Linked DNA regions of Pan troglodytes: region 1 is linked to region 2. The links are chromatin contacts, called in public HiChIP or PLAC-seq maps. All regions are on one chromosome and are shown on one strand. Each heading gives the region's core, a stretch centred on a gene start, on an enhancer-like site or on the middle of the called end of the contact. The rest is flanking DNA. Distances are from core to core; before and after follow the strand shown.

Region 1 (5,302 bases), core at 788-3,287, 330 kb before region 2:
CATATATATTACATATGTATATTCATTTATATAAGAAATGTATAAACATTATTTATATATATAAACACTATATATATGCCATCATGCTACCAAGTCAGTATCACAGTTGGTCTGCCTGTTAAATATTCTCATTCTCAACGCACTTTTAAATGCATTTTTAATAATCAGTGATCACACTAATTATTCATGTGTGATTTATTTGCTTATTTAACTGCTTTGCTTATTTAATCTCCACTAAAGACAAGAATAAAACACTGTCTGTAAAACCCTATCCCCATAGGGACTGTCTTATTTACAGGGCCTGATAAGTGGAAGGCACTCAATAAACAGTATCTTTCTATTGAATGAATTTGTATGTGTTCTTTTAAATAAAAGGTACCTTAGGGCATCAAGGGTTATGTGAAATTCTCAACATTAGCAACAGGAAGAACTTTTAACAAAACCAATAGAGATTTTGGACCTGAGAATGGTTAGAGGGCAAAAAATATCAGAACTAGAAAAAACAATAACTACCTCCATCTGATTTTAGCTAACATTACAATTCTAAGAGCAAAGTAGTGCTGCTATTTTTCGACATTTGCATCAACAGGATAGATTCAGAAGTTCTCCAGTCTGCTTCCCTTTACAAAACACTAAATAAACAATAAATAAATTTAAAAATATGTAAAGGTTTTAAAATGCCCTAAAATTATTCGAGCAGAGAGTTCGAGGAATACAAAACATCTCTGATTCTGTAGTATAGTGGTATATCGTAGGTATAGTGACCCAATCAAATTATCTTGAAGTTTATAGTCCAGAAAAAGTACTGGCCCTTTGAAATACCCTAGATTGGGCATTTATTTAATGAGCACTCGCTACATGGTATTTTCACGTGTGCAGTTTTGCTGAGTAGCTGTAAGTATTTCAACTTTGCATACGGAAACCGAGGCACAAAGACAACTTGCCCAAAGTCTCAAAGGAGAAGCAGAGTAAGATTTGAAATCACATCTCTTAGACTGCAAACCTCATGCTACACCAGAGTGCAGAACTGTAACTCTTCAACTATCATTTCTCAAACGTTTCCTAACAATATACATATGTATTTAAAGGTTTTTAAAAGCCTGCATTCCTAAAGGTGACACTCTAAAGAGCAAAATGACTTACATAAGCATGTCATAACCTGAACTTGGATCTTTAAGTTCTTAGCTGTCTTTCTGAATAAAAAGTACTGATTCAGCTCCTAGCCAATCTGCTCAAACATGCTTCAGAACACTATGCCCGCGGTATTCGGAATTGAAGAGTTTTACAAAAGTTACGGGGGAAACCATAGTCAGCCTAACAAACTGAGCATGCAATTTCAAAGGAAGAAAATCTTCGAAGAACCTTCTACCCCACCTGGAGGGCCTGAAAGCAGTGCAGTGCCCCTTGGCGAAACAAACCACAGTTCAGAAACCACTAGATGCACAGGCGGCCAGCGTCCGGCCAGCAAGGCCCAGCTGTGGGGCAGGACGGTGCGGGAGCTGCCCCTCTCCCAGCACCCTCCGCCCACGCCGGCACTGTCCTTGAGGGCAGCGCCCCAGGGCTGGGGGCCTGCGCGCCAGCAGCAGCGAAGTTACCCCAAAACGCCCCGGCCTCGGCCCGCCACGGACGGCTCCGAGGAGGCGCCGGGAGCGAGCCCAGTAGGATCCTCTCTGACAGCCGCCGTCCCTCCCCAAGCGCTCTCCCGGGCTGCGGCTCCATCCCTGCGCTGGAAGAGGCGTCCCGAGGCCGGGAGGCCCGCCACGCCGGCACGGGCGCTGAGCCCAGAGTCTGGCGCGGCCCGGACGCCCGGGGAATCTCTCCCGCCAAGTCGCGGGCGCCCAGGCCGGCAGGCAGGAGGGCTGAAGGTCACTGCGGGGAGGCCGGGGGATTGCGGCCTGCGCTCACCATTCGAGCCGCGTTCGGAGGCCAAAACGAGGGCACGGCCGCGCCACCCAAGCCGGGAGCCGAAGCTAAGGCTGCGGCTGGAGCCCGCACGAGGCGACGCGAGCGCGCGAGGAGCCGAAGTGCTCGGTACATGGTGCTGAGGCAGCTTGGGTAGAATTTCTGGGCGGCTGTGGCCACGCCTCCACGCCGGTTGTCAGAAACCGTTCCGCCCACCGGCCTCCGCTCTTATCCAATCAACAGCCTCACACCGACAGGTGGGGCGGGACCAATCGTGAATGACCAGTAAAGAATGAGGGGGCGGGTTAACTTTCTAGTAGTAGTGTGGGGTGTAAGGCCTTCGGATTCATGGGAAACTAGAAAGAAGGGAATTATGGGAAAGGAGGCTCAGGTTATTCTTGGAGCCGGTCCGATTTTTACGTGTGGCTGTTAGAAGGCGGGAGTATTAGTTGGTGAATCAGGTCGTGTTTGGTTGGTGAAATATCCTAGAAAGAAATATTTATTGTTTTATTTATCATGTAATCACTCATTACACGTTCTTACTACTGAAATCTTTCTTCATTTCTTCCAGATTGTATCTTCTGTGTAGAAATTTTGGGAAGTGCAGCAAAGTGTAGATAATGAAATAGTAATTATTCATAATCCCACAACTGAAAAATAAGCTACTTATTTCTTTTAACTTATCATTTTGAGATCGCTACAGTTTCCTTTCTCTTCTTAGCCTATACCCTCAGAACTCTTTTTTTTTTTTTTTAATGTGTTGTGGAAGACGTACACAATTATAGGGAACCTCGGAATTTTTATTATTTGTATATAGTTCTCCCAGTTTTTTGCATAGCTAATTTATACATTTTCAAATTAAAGGCATATTGTTTTAATATAATAGTTGATTACAGAAAAGCAGGAATTGATATAAAATTGCATCTGAACCACAGTTTTCTCTTTTCTCTTTTCTATTGCTTGGAACCAGATGACAGTAAAGAGAGAGCGATCGGATGTTCTTAAAATCAAAAGTCCAGAACCTGCAAAGCCAAATTTATGAGTCAAACTTATAAACTTGCCAAACCTTTTGGTAACATTATGTTATTTTGTGACTTATAAATTTGACACATATTTAAAATATAAAAATTCAAATGAGATTGTAATAGTTGAACTACAATCAAAACACACTAGAAAACTGAATGCAAATTCTTTAAAACATTGCTAATAATGGAATGACGTTTTGTTTTTGTTCTCCTCCTTCCCAGCAGGTATCATTATTGTGTATATCATTATTTTGATGCATCCTTTCAGTTCTGTGTATTTTTTGCTTCATACACTAATATACAAACAATGGTTTTAATATTGTACTTTAAAGTTTTACTGTTGCATAATTGAACTCTATGATTTTAAGATATAGCCATGATCTTTTAAAATTAATCATATTGGATCACATGAATATGAAATATTTTATTTATCCAGTTTCTTAATAAAGAACATTTTTCTTTGCTATTACACAAAATTCTTTAATGAACATATGTTTATCGTTTCTTCATAGATCATCTCTTTCTTCATTGTGTGGTGCCCCTCTTTATTGTTGTTGTTGCTTGTCCTTTTAAACTTTTTTTAATATTGATATTTCTCTACCAATTTCATATTGGCTATTATTTGCCTGCTGTATATTTCTCATTTTATTTTATTTTTTGTTTCATTTTTGTTTCGAGCATGTCTCTTATTTCTACCATACAGTTTAACTTTTCAAAACCCAAATTAATAGGCTTTTTATAAATAGGTTATTTTAATCCCTTTTAAAAATCACTTATGACACATATTATGTTCTATAATTTTTCAAAGCACTTTATATGTATTAATTTTTGGAACACTCAAAAACAACCCTATGAAATAGGTCCTATTATTATTCCTGTACATAGAAGAGAAAAATTGATGCCCAGGAACATCCAAGTATTTATTTGTGTGTTTTACTTCGATTTATTAGTGAAACTGATTTTCTATCTGCAGCAGTAATATAAAGTTCCATTTTTAATTATTCATTTTATTTGAAGTAAAATATTCAGTATAATATGAAGATGCTATATAAATGACTAAAATTTGGGAAATGTTAACTTAGCTAATTTATTTTTATTAATTCGTAATAAAACGTACATAAAGCCTTTAATAAAGGCTAGACATCTTCATTTTAGAATGACTTATGTTATCTATTTGAAATAATGTTTTTACTTTGCTTAGAGTTTCGGTTTTTTTTTTTTTAACTTTGGACTTGTCTGATAATAATATTGACCTGCTTTCTTCTTGTTGATACTTGCCTGGTTTGTTTCTGTTTGTTTTACTTTGCTTTCTGTTTAAGGTAGGGGATGTGATTGGTGTCCTGCTGAGGGACAAGGGAAAAGTGCAATGGTTTTCTCTTGCCTGTGTTCTAAATCTCAACACCTGGCTGACAAAATTGATCGCGAGGTTCAAATCGTATCAATCAAAATGTTCTCCTTATTCAAAATAAAGACTTTTGCAAATTCTAATTTAGGATACCTCCCAGCCTGGGAGATTACCAGAGGGTTTCCTAGAGGAAGCTTAACAGAAAGTTTGCAAGATACAGCCATAAAAGTCTCCCATAAAGTAGAGCAAATATTCAAAGAGAAGGAAAATAAAAGAAGTAAATAAAATTAGAGAAACAGTTCAGTATGTCCAACATGTGAATAATGTAGGGGAAACATTAGGAAAAAATGGAATAAACCTTAAAAAAATAAATTCAGAAAAATATATTGTGGAACTAGTAGATATGAACTAGCCAGAATGAGTTATGTCAACAAGAAATGTTAGAATACCAAGGGCAAAGAGAAGAGACTGGAATCTTTCAGAGAGAAAAATAAATAAGCAAAGGATTAGAAATCCTTAGACTTCACAACAACAATATCGGAAGCCAGGCAGCAGTTGAATGATGTCTTCAAATTGTTGACGGAAAATTATTTCCAACTTTATATTCTATACCCAGAGAAATCAAGTATGTGAAGAGAATTAAAATGTTTTCACATGATCAAGATGTCAAAAAATTTACTTCTTATCTACACTTTTCAAGAAAACGCCTCAAGTAAGTGCTCCACCGTAACTAGGAGTAAACAAAGGAAGAGGAAGTTACGGACTTAGAAAATAGGGTCTTCGACACAAGAGACAGATGTGGCATATTGCCTGGAGGAGGCTATGACAGCTGTGCACTTACCTTAGAGAGCAACCATCTCAGATGGAAGCAGGTCACAGCCTCTGGAATAGATTTACTCAAAAAGATAAAATTGCTAATGCCTTGAATATACTGAGAAGGAATTTAGCTTATTGGGGGAGAGTTTGAGGGTTAAATTTGTAAGTCTTAGAAAAGTAACCAAAGGGGAAAAGCATGACAGTTATTAAACTG
Region 2 (5,343 bases), core at 741-3,240:
TTATCTGTTGTTCATCTGAAATTCAAATTTCTGGGTGTCCTACGTTATTATTTGCTAAATCTGGCAACCCCACCTCAAAAGGTTCTCAGTCTATTGAAGGGCAAAGACAATTCAAACACAATGAGAATATGAGAAGTGTCAGGACCAAACAGCCATCACAGAATGCTTGTGCATATCAAACAAATATCTAACTTAGGGAAGACATTTGGAAACTGGTAACATTGGAACTGAGTCTTAAGCTGGAAACATATGGGATATACCATTTATTTCAGCATTTAATAACATGCCATCATGATTTGTGACTTAACTGTCTGATAAACATGTGTTTTGTCTACAGAACTAGATCTTAAGTTCCTTGAAGACACAGGACATCTCTTTATGTCCCCCATGCCACCTGGAACTGACAGGCACACTTAAGGCAGTAGTAAATTACTGCACACATTGATGCAAATGGTTTTGTCCTCCCAAAGAGTAAAAATATTCTGTTAGTGAAATGTATTGTAACTAGTGTTTTCTTTTTCAATTTTAGTCTTTGAACACTGCAGCCAAGAATCCAGTTTGAAACCTTGGGAGTCAAATTCATAGTAAATACATGAGCCGTTCACAGTGCAGCAAACTCTCATGTTAGTTTTATCACAGATCCAGTGACACTGGAATGGACACCTTTTTGATTTTGGGGTTCCTTCCTAAGACCCCCATGTGTGATATATTCATGGTTGGATTCTAGGTACTGAAGCAGTTACTACAGCTGGATAGTCCAATGAGTGTAAGAAGGCTTCTCTACAAACACATGCTGCCCACATCGAAGTTCCTCTTTAATCTACTGCAGTTTGAAATTGTCCCCCACTTTCTCCAAGAGTCCACTCCAAGCTAGTTTAGGGTTAGGTCTACCATAGCCTTTGGAAGAGGGAGGGAAGATAACTTTTCTCATCTCTCCTAGTCCCAGCTCTAAAGACCAGAACCAGGGAGAAAGCAACACAGCTTTTCCAAACACATTCCCCAAATGTGGCACCTTTTCAACAATTTTAGTAACAAATTTAAGGCATCATAGATGCCTTTAAAATTGGCATGATAGATGTTAGAGTGATCATAAAAAGACTTTAAAAGAGGAAAAGATGTAAAGAAGGTAATCAAATGGGGAGCATTTTAAACAATGTGCTCACTTCTTCCCCTTCAATTCCTTGAATTGAGTCTGCATTATCATTCCTATTGATCTCTGAGCCCAGAACATTACTTTGTGGTCTCGCCTAAGGTTTCTTCCAATTTTTTAAATTACAATATCCCTAAAAGGACAGCGACGAGGTCTGGGGTGTTATGAGGATTGGAAACCTAGCCGCAAGTGACCATGAAAGTCCAAAATGCCTCTAAAGTCTTTGTCTCTAAGGCCCATTTTCAAGGTCTTGTTATATAGCTAATTTTTCCCCGACTTATGTCAAAAATAAACGAAGCTGGGTTCTAGGTAAAATGGTAGGGGCAGATTTTAATCACTACTACTACTGCAATGGGGAAAAGAACCCAGCGTGAACTGAATTCAATTTCGATTTGTAGAGGCAACCGGGCGTTTTAAAGAGAATGAAGGAATTAGGATGGGACTGATGACGCCGAGGGCGACTGAGCTACTTTTTCAGGTTTGAAAAGCCTCAACATCAACGCCCGACGGCGCTCTTTCAACATCAGCCTCCAGAACTGGGGCTGCAGCCAGGAGGGAACTACAACGCCCAGCAGCCCCGGCGGGTGTAAACACTCCCAACTTCCGAGGCGGTGCTCACCATCGGCCATCAGCGCCAGTGCCACTCGCGCCGTCAAGAAGCCGCACGGAGTTCGGGCCGGCAGCAGCGGCTGCAGTCGTAGGGCAGTGAGCCGCTGTCTACCCAGCGAGACGGAGAGCTCTGGACGCAACCCTATGAGTTGGAAGCCGCAGGAGGCGGAACCGGGTTGCGGGATACGCGTTGACGTCACATCCTCTGGGCGGGGCCGCAAGGAACCCGCGCAAATTGAAAGGTCAGCCTTTCGCGCGCTGTGTAGGCAAGTTGCCCGTGTTCTGCGTTGCTGGCCGTGGGTGCTCTGGCCACAGTGAGTTAGGGGCGTCGGAGCGGGTTTCTCCAACCGCAATCGGCTCCGCTCAAGGGGAGGAGGAGAGTCCTTTCTCGGAAGGTGAGAGGAGCGGGCTGTGCGGAGGCTAATGGGTGGGTTCCCTTGGGGGTCGACCTGCGCGTCACCTCCGACCCTCCTCTCGGGATTCGGGTCTTCCAGGAAGGGAAGGAGAGGGTCTGGCGTGATCTTCCCAACCCAACAGCAGAGCCCTTAGCCTGAGTGGAGTATGCGTTTTGTTCCGAGGGGACGTCTGGCAACCAGAGGTCTGCAGTTCAGTGAACGGAGGGAGATAAGAGAGCAGACGATTCCGGGCTGGAGCAGGCGCCAGGGTTGCCAGACTTACCTCATTTTTCCGCAGAAGCTGGCAGTCCAGGTTTTACATGCAATCTCTCCACCTTTAAATGTTGACAAGTACATTTTCCCATAATATTTTGCAGACCTAAAGAAACGTGTCATCTGGAATGGGCTTGGGGGCCACGCCTGCACATCTCCGCGAGACAGAGGGATAAAGTGAAGATGGTGCTGTTATTGTTACCTCGAGTGCCACATGCGATCTCTTTGAGATATGTACACAGTCATTCTTACTATCGCACTCAGCCATTCTTACTACGCTAAAGAAGAAATAATTATTCGAGGATATTTGCCTGGCCCAGAAGAAACTTATGTAAATTTCATGAACTATTATATCCGTTTTCCTCGGAGTGAGAGAAAACTCTTTTTAGATATCATCTGAGAGGTAAGAGACTGTTTTTCTGAAACTGTGGCTTGAGGACCACCTGCATCCAGATTAACTGCTTTGTTTAAAATTCATTCACAGCAGAACTAGTGTATCCCAGTCACTGAGTGGAGTTGAGAGTCTAAGAACCTCTGAAATTTGAGAACTGCTGGACCAGAGCCTTTAGAGCTCTGATAAGGTGTCAACAGGGTAAAGCTGCCTCCTGATCCTGTACTTTCTTTCTTCCCTTCCTTCCAAACTTAACGTTTGGTAGGAGAGATTTGTATTATGAAATGCTAAGCAACTGCTCAGTGCCCATTACTGACTTTTTATTGTAGAGTGGGGGGAGGTCGTTTCATCAGAAAGGGTTGTGACAGTTCCAGAATCTCTGTATAGAAAGGGCTTAGGGGGCTGCAACCGGAATGGAAGGGGGTGGAAAGTTAAAGCATTTGTCTTGAAGCTGTATTTGCATAGCAGACGCAGTTTCACAGTTCTTTAGGGTAGCTTTCAGAGAGGCTGATGGAGTTGCCCCTGGGCGCCACCACTGTTTATTACCAGAATGTTCGTGCTTAGAATAATGCGTTCTAATAGCAGTGAATTTCAGTCCTAAAAAAGTACAGGATCATTTCTGTAATTCTTTTTGAATTTTTCCTTTGTTTTTTAATTGAAATACTTACCTTCCTACAAACTGTTTTGAGTTTCTACTCCTATTTGAATTTGCACGTTGACCCTTATGATTAATGCCCTTTGTAGAGGCAATGCGATGCCATCGCATGCATGGTTTTGTTTGTGCCTGGCTCCTTGAAGCATGTGTCAGGAGTGAAAGTGCAAAAGCACTTTGGAAAGACTTAACAAACATTAAGCAACAGTCAAGTGGCATTAGAGGTAGTATTAGTGATTAATGTAAATTCTACCCTATGGAAATTGTTTGATAGGGAGGAGCCCAGCTAAAATATTAAAGAGCAGCGATTCTTGAATATCTGAACAATTTCTGGCCGGGCGCGGTGGCTCACGCCTGTAATCCCAGCACTTTGGGAGGCCGAGGCGGGCGGATCACGAGTTCAGGAGATCGAGACCATCCTGGCTAACATGGTGAAACCCCGTCTCTACTAAAAATACAAAAAATTAGCCGGGCGCGGTGGCGGACGCCTGTAGTCCCAGCTACTGGGAAGGCTGAGGCAGGAGAATGGCGTGAACCCGGGAGGCGGAGCCTGCAGTGAGCCGATATAGGCCACTGCAGTCCCTCCTGGGCGAAAGAGTGAGACTCCGTCTCAAAAAAAAAAAAAAAACAACAACAACAAACCAATTTCTGCATTGGACTCCAAGCTTTCTCTTCATTTGTCTAAGATGTTTTAATAAATGTATTTTTCTTTAAATATTACTGTTCTCCCTGTCTCTTTTCATATCAGGTAGTTAATTTGGCACCATGGGGATACAGGGATTGCTACAATTTATCAAAGAAGCTTCAGAACCCATCCATGTGAGGAAGTATAAAGGGCAGGTAGTAGCTGTGGATACATATTGCTGGCTTCACAAAGGAGCTATTGCTTGTGCTGAAAAACTAGCCAAAGGTGAACCTACTGATAGGTAAGTCTGGACCTTATGTTAATTCTTTGACAATTAAGAATGAGACCTACAGTGCCTTTTTTTCTCCCCCAGAAACGGATTGTTTTCACTCAATGCCAGAACTTATCAGGAAGTAAAAGTTGTATGTTTTAGAATATTCCCAAATCAGGGATGACTTCCTTCTGTGATAATAGGCCTAGTTTTCTTTCTTTATAATAAGCCAGAGTATCAAGACACTGATGGACAAAGACTATTAATATCTCCTTTATTCTTTTTTTTTTTTTTTTTTTAGACGGAATCTCTAGCCCAGGCTGGAGTGCAGTGGCACAATCTCGGCTCACTGCAACCTCCGCCTCCCAGGTTCAAGCAATTCTCCTGTCTCAGCCTCCCAAGTAGCTGGGATTACAGGTGCGCACCACCATGCCCGGCTGATTTTTGTATATTTATTAGAGACAGGGTTTCACCATGTTGGCCAGGCAGGTCTCAAACTCCTCAAGTGATCCGCCTGCTTTGGCCTCCCAAAGTGCTGAGATTACAGGCGTGAGCCACCATGCCTGGCCCAATTCTTAACCTAAGATAAATTTTTTAACAAATGCTTTGAAAATCCGTGATGATTTCTGACTCCCACATTCTTGGGTACAGAAAACATACTGCTAATCCTGGTTAGCAAAAAAACAAATGTGTTGTAAAATTCATTATAATTTCATATTTGCTTTCTCCTAAATTTTGCTTTATGATCAGCGGGTCCCAATCATTGTTCCATACCAATGCAAGTTCACTGTCACTGATCTACAACACATAGAAAAAATAAGGATAACAATGTAGTGAGTCTTTCATCAAGATGACATATTTAAAAGGTCATCTTTTTTTTCTTTATTTTAGCTGCTAAGTTTGCGTTATGCAAAAAGATTAAAGATTATGTTTTCCCATTCCTGTTTTTGAGCTAAAATGTCCTTTTCTTTATAAAA

What was found. HiChIP or PLAC-seq counts read pairs in DNA pulled down with a chosen protein or histone mark.
Region 1: an H3K4me3 HiChIP or PLAC-seq map of stem cell-derived excitatory neurons shows a contact between it and region 2, with 5 times the contacts expected there. The contact joins the promoter of FH here to the promoter of EXO1 in region 2. A contact is called at or near these places in 3 of 7 Hi-C or Micro-C datasets (blood, a lymphoblastoid cell line and stem cell-derived neural progenitor cells), 1 of 1 datasets of contacts at active chromatin or transcription factors (stem cell-derived excitatory neurons) and 1 of 1 other capture datasets (stem cell-derived neural stem cells).

The regions. Positions count from the first base shown.
Region 1 is chr1:7,645,442-7,650,743 of NHGRI_mPanTro3-v2.0_pri, reverse strand. It overlaps FH (fumarate hydratase), which reads right to left and starts at 2,037. Exons shown (of 10, transcript NM_001280243.1): 1 at 1,906-2,037. The coding sequence starts at 2,037.
Region 2 is chr1:7,316,804-7,322,146 of NHGRI_mPanTro3-v2.0_pri, reverse strand. EXO1 (exonuclease 1) reads left to right here and starts at 1,990. Exons shown (of 15, transcript XM_001160941.6): 1 at 1,990-2,154; 2 at 2,532-2,830; 3 at 4,219-4,396. The coding sequence starts at 4,236. It overlaps LOC134807951 (a long non-coding RNA gene), which reads right to left and starts at 2,533. Exons shown (of 4, transcript XR_010149643.1): 1 at 1,770-2,533.